2 separate regions of the Mus musculus genome follow, and region 1 is linked to region 2. The links are chromatin contacts, called in public capture Hi-C maps. All regions are on one chromosome and are shown on one strand. Each heading gives the region's core, a stretch centred on a gene start, on an enhancer-like site or on the middle of the called end of the contact. The rest is flanking DNA. Distances are from core to core; before and after follow the strand shown.

What was found. Capture Hi-C pulls out chosen DNA fragments and counts their contacts.
Region 1: a contact with region 2 is called in a capture Hi-C map of embryonic stem cells, with 2.9 times the contacts expected there. The contact joins two enhancer-like sites. A contact is called at or near these places in 1 of 484 Hi-C or Micro-C datasets (the HL-1 cell line), 1 of 115 datasets of contacts at active chromatin or transcription factors (embryonic stem cells) and 4 of 9 other capture datasets (adipose tissue, embryonic stem cells, liver and 1 more).

The regions. Positions count from the first base shown.
Region 1 is chr5:73,186,568-73,191,097 of GRCm38.p6, forward strand. The region is part of intron 3 of Fryl (FRY like transcription coactivator); the gene reads right to left. Among named protein-coding and RNA genes, the nearest start is that of 1700071G01Rik, 32 kb to the left of the region's middle. Within about 2 kb of position 1,809, at least 19 of the 459 cell types and tissues checked have an H3K27ac peak or open chromatin away from gene starts, as enhancers often do. A contact at or near this core is called in embryonic stem cells, where this site is marked.
Region 2 is chr5:73,078,332-73,083,280 of GRCm38.p6, forward strand. It overlaps Fryl (FRY like transcription coactivator), which reads right to left. Exons shown (of 63, transcript NM_028194.2): 34 at 4,797-4,949; 35 at 4,466-4,606; 36 at 2,633-2,801. Among named protein-coding and RNA genes, the nearest start is that of Slc10a4, 74 kb to the left of the region's middle. Within about 2 kb of position 2,945, at least 9 of the 459 cell types and tissues checked have an H3K27ac peak or open chromatin away from gene starts, as enhancers often do. A contact at or near this core is called in embryonic stem cells, where this site is marked.

The DNA.
Region 1 (4,530 bases), core at 559-3,058, 110 kb after region 2:
TCTTATGCCTAGAGATAGTTCACTAATAAATGTGACAGCAGGGACACTATGTTTTCTGTTGTTTCTTTTTGAGGTGTTTGGGATCAAACCCAAACTGGGCAAGAGTTCTACTACTGAACTGCACACTCCAGCCCTGGGATCAGTCTTGAGTCACATGATCAGGATGCTATCCAAGAAGGATGCTGAAGCATCTTGTGAATAGGAGATGACTGCATGTGCTTGATCGTTCTGATACCTACTAGACGTGACAAACAAGTGACATACTTCTTTAGCAATATCATAACATGACTCAGCTGTGCACAGGAGAGTCCTTTACAAGTAGGCTACCTGACCATTTAACTTAAAAGCTCTATTCAAGTAGGAATCAGAGGATAGGGGAGGGGGGTGGCGTTTGGGGGGAGGGGGGAGACCCACCGAGGTTTTATTTTAACTTCATTAACTTCAAATGTTTAAGTCATGTTTAATCCCCAGCTTTCTGACACAGTGCCAGGGCCCTGTCATTTAGGCTGGATTTGTGGGTTACACCACTGTCCTTCTTGCCTAAGACCAAAGCCTCATGCACTTGACTACCCTGCTCAGTTTCGGAGAGTACTCAGTGGTCAATCCCCAGTCCTTAACACTGCTCTGGCCTGTTTACCGCACGGTTTTGTTTTTCCTCTAGAAAAATCTACCTTCCTGGAGCCCAGCCAAAGTGTCCACCTCTGTTTATACCAAACCAACCCTCTTTCCACTCTCATCTTTTACCGTATTATGTAATGCGTAATTAATTATGTAATCATAACAAGAAGTTGACATTGGTATACACAGGCTTGGTTAAAACAACAGCCAGCTCAGTCTATTGGGAAGAGAAAGCTGGCAAGGAGAGTCACCAGCTGCTGGGGGCCGGAGAAGCGCTACCAGCAGGAGACACTGGTCAATACACCAGGCTACTCAAGAATGTCCATCAGGGTTTTCCAAGTATTAGTCCACATAACATTAAAGAAAGTTCAAAACTGGGAGGAAAAAAAAAAAAGTCTAAAAGCAGAGATGTTCTTCAAAGCATGACCTACGAACATGTTCGCTTCATGTGTACTTCTGTCCAGTCATAAGCATGGACAAATGATTCTACCATGACAGGTGGTATTTCAGACTGTTCTCTGTGGATCTTCTCACAGGAAGACAATCATGCGTTTACATCACAACCTTGTCTAATGTCCCCTAGGAATAAGAACTCTGTCAGTGAGCAGGTGAGATGGCTTAGTGGGCAAAGTACCAAGCCAGAAACCCACAAGATGGAACAGAGAACTGACTTCCACAAGTCGACCTCTGACCTTCATATGTGCACTCAGTCCACATGCATGCACACATACATGCGATAAGTAAATGTAATTTTTAATTTTTTTGTTTGTTTGTTTCTTGAGATAGGGTCTCTCTTTACATAGCGCTGGCTATCCTGGAACTCACTAAATAAACCAAGATGGCCTCAAACTCACAAAGATCCACCTGTCTCTGCCTCTCATGATAAAAAGATTTATAAAGGAATATGGTATAACATACCAGTTTTTTTTTCTACAAGAATAGATTCACATACACAGACACACACACACAGAGACACACACACACCCATTATTCTCATAGAATTTTTCCATACACTGAATTTCTCCTTTCAGTAAATAAAGAAAGTGTGCCGAGCATGGAGGCTCTCGCCTTTAATCCTAGCACTAAGGAGGTCAAGGCAGGAGGATTGCTGCCCCAAGCTCAAGGCAAAAGAGAACAATACAGGAAGCGCCAGCCAGCTAGTCCAGTGTATTACCTTATCTTAAAACAACGAGTATGTTTCAAAACTCCAACACCTCCTAGATAAACAGTTCCAGTTGTAATGTTCATAGCTTCTTGGTTACACTATTCCATGACAGGAGGGGTTGGGGGCGGGCTGGCAAGCCACCAGCTCACAGGGATTCTTGCATACTTATTCACTTGAACCTTCATTTCTGTTTCTAGCCTTATAGAAAATCCAACCAAGGATTTGCAGGTACAGCTGAGTCTCAGGAACCAGAAACATTTGAAGCATGCAGACCAACTATAACAGAAAACACAGTGTGGAATCAAAGAAGCCTTGATGCTAGACTCACTCTTTGTCAAGGTAATGGAACTGCGACAAAAGGAACAGAGATGAGACTGTGTGCCTGCCTTGCTGGGACTCAGTCTGCTCTCAGCTTGCACAGGTCTCGTGTACACTGCCGCAAAGGTTGTAAGTTCCTACGAACAGCTGCCCTGCTGTGTCCAGATGTTTCCTTGTGGTCGGTCAGTCATACCTTCTGGCTCTTAACTCTCTTCCCGCCCCTCTCTTCCAAGTGATCCCTTAACCTGGGGCGGATGTAGGGAGGTCATATATATTTCCTTTAGTGCTTAGCATGCTGTAGTCTCTTTCTCCTTAAACCGCTTTTCTCACATATCCTGTTATGACAGAAAATCTGACTAACCCATTAGGAGTGAAGTGGGGAGACAGTGGGGAGGGAGGACAAGAAGAGGGAGGGAGGGAGGAAACTGTCGTGTTTTTAATATTTATTTTATATGTATATGTGGGAGCCTGAATGCCTGAGTGTATAAACACCATGTGCGTGCCTGGTGCCCACAGAGGCCAGAAAGATTTCAGATCCCCCTGGGGCTAAAGTTGATGGCAGTTGTGAGCTGCCACATGGGTGCTGAGAACTGAACCAGGTCCTCTGGGAGAGGTGCAAGTGCTCTTAACTGCTGAGCCATCTCTCCAGCCCATATCATTATTTAAGGGTGGGGTGGTAGAGATGGCTCCCTGGGGAAAACCACCCCAAGCCAACCCGATGAGCTGAGCTAGAATCCCAGGTCCCATGGTGGGAGATGAGAACCAAGTCCCAAATTCTAGATTCTCATCTCCACGTGCAGGCTGTGGTATATACCCACATTCATTCTCTTCCCTCCCCCCAGCCCCCCTCTCTCTCACACACACACACAGAAACATACACACACTCACTCGAACAAACACACAAATAACTAAACTTAAGAAAAAAAGCAAAGCAAAACAAAACAAAACACAACACAAACCTGGGGTTGGAAAGATGACTCAGCAAATAAAGGCACTTACCACACAAGCCTGACAATTCAGGGCCATCCCTGAAACCCACATAAAGGTGAAAGGAGAAGAAACAGTCTACAAAGTGTCTTCTGACCTCCCTATGTGTGCTACACACACACACACACACACACACACACACACACACACAAATAAAAGCTGAAAAAGAAAGTCTTACTGGCATTGTCCTTAGTTAACATTAATTGCAAACCTCTGATCGGTACACTTTGTAGCATGTGAACGGTGGCTACAAAGTGTGGCCATATGGCAGGAGCAACCGCAGGTCAAGCTCAGAAATAAAGGGAACCATAGAAACGGGTGTGGCATGCTACAAGTCAATGCCAACTCCAATCAAGTCAGGTGTGGCTTGCAATAAGGAAAAACTTAAGTGTCTCAGGACTGAAAGCAAAAGAAGGAAAAGTGAATTTCGAACACCTGGCACAAACTGCATGCAGAGCCCACACACACTGCCGGACTCGAGGGTGTACTGGCTCAATCTCTGGGTTTAACTCAAGACAAAAGGTAGCACTCGGTGACTCTAGCCCTTCCTCGCCCTCTGGAATTGTGAGAAACATCAAAACAGCTAAGATCTGATACCAGGAAGTCGTGGACAGCAACATAGACCTGCAGATGCTGTGTGCAAAAGCCAGTCACCAAAGAGGAAGGATCTGTCTCTGATTGGAGACAGGACCTGGAGCAGCCCAGGTGTACCCTGAGCAGATTGCGGTATAGTATGCACTTCCAAGTCTCCCGCCTCTGGCTTCCACCCCTGCAGTGTCTAGGATTACAAACCTGTGAGTCTTAATCTGTATTTTCTTTATTTTAAAAAAGAAGAAAGAAAGAAAGAAAGAAAGAAAGAAAGAAAGAAAGAAAGAAAGAAAGAAAGAAAGAAAGAAAGAAAGAAAGAAAGAAAGAAAGAAGGAAAGAAGGAAGGAAGGAAGGAAGGAAGGAAAGAAAGAAAGAGAGAGAGAAAAGAAAACCCCACCTCCCCATTCTTTTACATAATTGGTGCATTTAAAACAGATATTATGGTTTCTCGTAAATAGAACTGTACTTTTTAAAACTGATATGAAACAACATCAGGGAGAATACGAAGTAACAGGCTGCAAAATCCTGACTGAGATTTAAACTGGAAACTCTCTTAAAGGTAATATCACAATGCCTGCCCCAATTTTAAAAGTGCGTGGACATTTACACAAAGAAGCAATCACCAGCAGATATGAAGCGACACAAAAAAATGAATAATTATGTAATATTCTAGTGACTCAAAACTGGAATCACAGTAAATTTTACTCATGCTCATGCTTAAAGGATGAACTGAGCCTGCCCCATGCTCCCCACGAGCTCGGGTGGGTTTTAAATGACACAGAAACACAGCTGGGAGGCAGTCAGCAGCAGGGCAGGCACCAGGGCCCTCAGAACGCTGCGGCTTAAACACTTCT
Region 2 (4,949 bases), core at 1,695-4,194:
CCATCCCCCTGAGAGGATATGGATACACCTCTCCATCCCCCTGAGAGGATATGGAAACACCTCTCCATCCCCCTGAGAGGATATGGAAACACCTCCCCATCCCCCTGAGAGGATGTAGAAACACCTTTCCATCCCCCCTGAGAGGATAAGGACACACCTCTATATCCCCCTGAGAGTATATGGAAACACCTCTCCATCCCCCTGAGAGGATATGGAAACACCTCTCCATCCCCCTGAGAGTATATGGAAACACCTCTCCATCCCCCTGAGAGTATATGGAAACACTTCTCCATCCCCCTGAGAGTATATGGAAACACCTCTCCATCCCCCTGAGAGGATATGGAAACACCTCTCCATCCCCCTGAGAGGATATGGAAACACCTCTCCATCCTCCTGAGAGGATATGGAAACACCTCTCCATCCCCCTGAGAGGATATGGAAACACCTCTCCATCCTCCTGAGAGTATATAAACACACCTCTCCATCCCCCTGAGAGGATATGGAAACATCTCTCCATCCCCCTGAGAGGATATGGAAACACCTCTCCATCCCCCTGAGAGGATATGGAAACACCTCTCCATCCCCCTGAGAGGATATGGAAACACTTCTCCATCCCCCTGAGAGGATATGGAAACACCTCTCCATCCTCCTGAGAGGATATGGAAACACCTCTCCATCCCCCTGAGAGTATATGGAAACACTTCTTGCCTGGGACACACCAAGCAGGGCTGAGGAAGGAACACTTTCTGGATGACAGTGAGGAGAAATGAGAATGCTTGTAGGAAGTTTTAGAAGGGCAGCCCTGCCCTGTGGCCTTCGTAGCCACTGGCCTATTAGGCTCTAGGAGACTAAGTGTGAATACAGGCAACCCATGGATGTACATATTCTTTATCTCGAGAGCTTATCAACAGAACTCTTTCTGGGAGGTCTGATCCATCCAAGAGAAAAGGCTTCACACACTGAGACAGACATCAAGGAGACTGTCACCCAACAAAGGACGCTGACAGTACTCTTCTATGCTCACAGAGCTTACTAACACTGGTCGCTACACTCTTCTAAAAGGCTCTAAAGAACCAAGCTCTTAAGGCAGTCTTAGCACAAAGTTGGAACCCACAGCCGCAGAAAGGGCATGGGGACTTCATAAATTATCAGCAAACAAAGTTCAACCCTCAAACATGACTAGTGGGATGTTAAAAAAAAAAATCAGCAAGCATTTTGGGATTAAGCACTTGTTTGCACATGTGAGAGAGCTAGACTGAGAAGAGATAGTTTTGGTGGGAAGTTGGTCCAAAAGGTAAAAGCCAGAAGAATATACAAAGAAAAACAAAATTATAAAAGACAAAAATGAATATTTCCAACGATGCAGTTGGTATTGACATAATGAGAATATGTAATCTATGCCGGGAGACCATGGGAGACCAAATATTACAGAATCAAATCTTTACTAACAACAGTCTAGACCAGTGTTTCTCAACCTGTGGAGTGCGACCCCCCCCCCCCACACACACAGGGTTGCCTACCAGCTATTTACCACAGGATTCCTAAGAGTAGCAAAATTACAGCTATGAAGCAGCAACAAAAATAATTTGTTACCACATGGGGCACTATATTAAAGGGTAGTGACATCAGGAAGGGTGAGACGTACTGGCCTAGCTATGCTGACACATCGTTATTCATCACTGGGAGCTGTCCACACAGAGAGCAACTGCTTCAACTCAGATCACCTGAGGGCATGTTGCTAGCTTGCCTCCATGACTCCGTACTACACACTCACAAAATCATAGCATCTTCCCATACTTCATCAAAACATCAGACTGTGTCTATTCATACCCAATGGTATCTGCATTCACTTTACTGTCCACAACGCACAATACAGATCCAAATAACTACGGCATGGGGTCACACGGGTAATTCCAGCAAGTTAGCATTTTTCTAAATTAAACAAGATGACTCTATTCATTAAAAACACATCTGTACTGGCTAGTTTTGTGTCAACTTGACACAGCTGGAGTTATCACAGAGAAAGGAGCTTCAGTTGAGGAGATGCCTCCATGAGATCCAACTGTAAGGCATTTCCTCAATTAGTGATCAAGGGGGAAAGGCCCCTTGTGGGTGGGACCATCTCTGGGCTGATAGTCTTGGGTTCTATAAGAGAGCAGGCTGAGCAAGCCAGAGGAGGCAAGCCAGTAAAGAACATCCCTCCATGGCCTCTGCATCAGCTCCTGCTTCCTGACCCGCTTGAGTTCCAGTCCTGGCTTCCTTGGTGATGAACAGCAGTATGGAAGTGTAAGCCGAATAAGCCCTTTCCTCCCCAACTTGTTTCTTGGTCATGATGTTTGTGCAGGAATAGAAACCCTGACTAAGACACACATCCAACAAAACAAAGAACAGAATTAAAAAAAAAAAAATCACTCTTTAGGAAATTATACTCCATTCCTGAAAAAGTACAAAACCACCATTCTTCTCTGTAATAGTACACTCACAGAAGATTTACCAAATTTCAGATCAATCGCCACACGTGCCCACTGTTCGATTTTTCTTCATTGGTAATAGGATTTAATGACAAGAACCCCCGTGGATAAGAGCATGAGGGCAGAGCCTCGCTTTCCCCAAAGCAGTGGGCGGGGCTCACCTGAGGTGACGGAAGGGATTTTACAGCTGGAAGTGATGCGGTAGTAGGGCGGGTTATCCATGTGCGTGACGCCGGAACTGACGGGGTCCGTGAGCTGCAGCTCGCTCACCAGCTCTTCCAGCAGCTGCATGGTTTTGTCTCGACCCAGGTAGACGATGACTTTCTTCACCTGCACAGGAGAAAAGGAGGAAGCCTGTGATCTCATGGCTTCTTCTGGAGGGGCGGACGTTTTAAATGTTTGGTTGTTTTGGGTCTGTGCATGCTTCGGTTGACTTAGGTGCATCACGTTCATACACTGCACCACCGGGAGGAGGCCGGAGAGCAAGCGCATGGTGGTCCCTTGGAATTGGAGTTACAGTTGGTTGTGTACTACACGTAGGGGCTGGGAATTGAACCTGGTCCTTGGCTTAGTGAACCACTGCTCTTAGTTGCTGAACCATCTCTCCAGTTCCCATCGAGACAGATTTGTTTTTTGTTTTTGTTTTTTAAATCAAAGTTAAGGTCTTTGTAGAAGAGTAGGGCAGGGAAGGGGGAGGGGAGCTTTCCTGTTAAAATTTCTTGGTTAATGGAGAAAGCTTTGGGCTGCCATGAGGGTAGGGGTGTCCTCTGATCAATATCCTCTCTCATCTTTTGCTCTCACCCCCGCCCCCTACCACTGAGTCTAACAGTGGCTGTGCAGTAGCCAGAGTGGCTCCACCTCCTGGGCCAGAGCATGCTATCTGTCTGTCCATCCATTACTTATGTCGCCTACGCCACACCACAGTCTGTTTGTGGGAGGGTCAGTCAGAAATTCCATGACAGCCTCCTGAAGGTCTGGCTTTCTGTGGGGTATGCTTTGGGGAGCTGCACACGCTGTGTGCACATCTGGATACTCACTTCAGCCCTCATGGCTGCTACTGTTCTGTTAACGTGGATGGATAATTTTTTTTGTATCAATTTTTTTTTCTTTTGGAGACAGGGTTTCTCTGTATAGCCCTGGCTGTCCTGGAACAAACTTTGTAGACCAGGCTGGCCTTGAACTCAGAAATCCACCTGCCTCTGCCTCTCGAATGCTGGGACTAAAGGCGTGCGCCACCATGCCCGGCAATTTTATTTTTCACTTCACATGTATGGGTTATGTTGCCTGCAAGCATGCCTGTGTACTGTGTGTGTGGCTGGTGCTGAAGAGGCAAGAAGAGTACACGGCATTCCCTGGAAATGGAGTTATAGACAGTCATGAGCCACCATGTGCATGCTGGAAACTGAACCCAGGTCCTTTCGAAGAGCAAACGGTGCTCTGAACCCATGAGTCATATTCTACAGTCTTAACTGGAGTTAATGGCTTTACTTTAATTAACCAAATGGATTTAATGTCTCATCCTTTTCCATCCCCCAGACTTCCCCTCCCTTTCTGAAGACACAGGCCCTGAGCTCTTATCAAGCTGCTGGCTACAGCCTGGGCAAACCTCAGTTGGTAGATTCTACATGACCATCACTCCTCTCTCAAACCCCAGCCTTTATCTGGGGGTTTCTCAGATAATTCTTCTCAGCATAGCTTTCCTTTGCAGCCCTTATCACAGCTGCACGCATTAAGTTGCTGATCACTCTAGGTGACATTTCAGAGAATGAATCCTGTGTTATCCATGAAGTGAAATGCCCGTGTTTATAGAGTGCCTGGCTTGGGACAGCACGCAGTGGCAGTGACAGAATGGGTCAATGGCTAAGTCCACACTAAGATCCTGGCTGTCCTCCCCCCATTCTCATTTGCCTCTGTGGGGCAATCAATCCATACCCTGACAGGTAATTCAGTAAATGTGTAACTTTTAAGGGGAAAAAATGGACTTGAATACATACGTAAGGCAAGAGGCTTGGTTCGCTATTCACTCCGCAGATGCTGATCAGAAAGTGCAAAATAATTTTCAGGTTCTTTGGCCAGCCGTCTGCAAGGGTGGTCCACACATTCTCCACCTCCGACCAGGCCAGCTCATCGCCGTACTGAAAACAGCATATAAGAGAGACACTTCAGGGACGCCTGCTCTTCTCTGGCTTGAATTAATGGAAGAATGGAGTTTATACTGTAGGTTTTGTCTGTCTGTCCCAGGACAGTCTCAGCATCAGTTTCTAACCGTGGTTCCTCCTCCCAACCTCCAAACTGTGCAGTCATGATGAACACAGACCCCGTTACCTTCGCTGTCATGTACATGAGATTGTTCAACACCATGGCGGTGGCCTGTGGGGAGCCCCAGCCTTCTCCTCTCAGCCAGCGCCTGCTGGTCACCATGAGCTCTCGGTCTTTCAAGGAGTCATCTTCATCTTCATCCTGCCGCCTCCCTGAAGG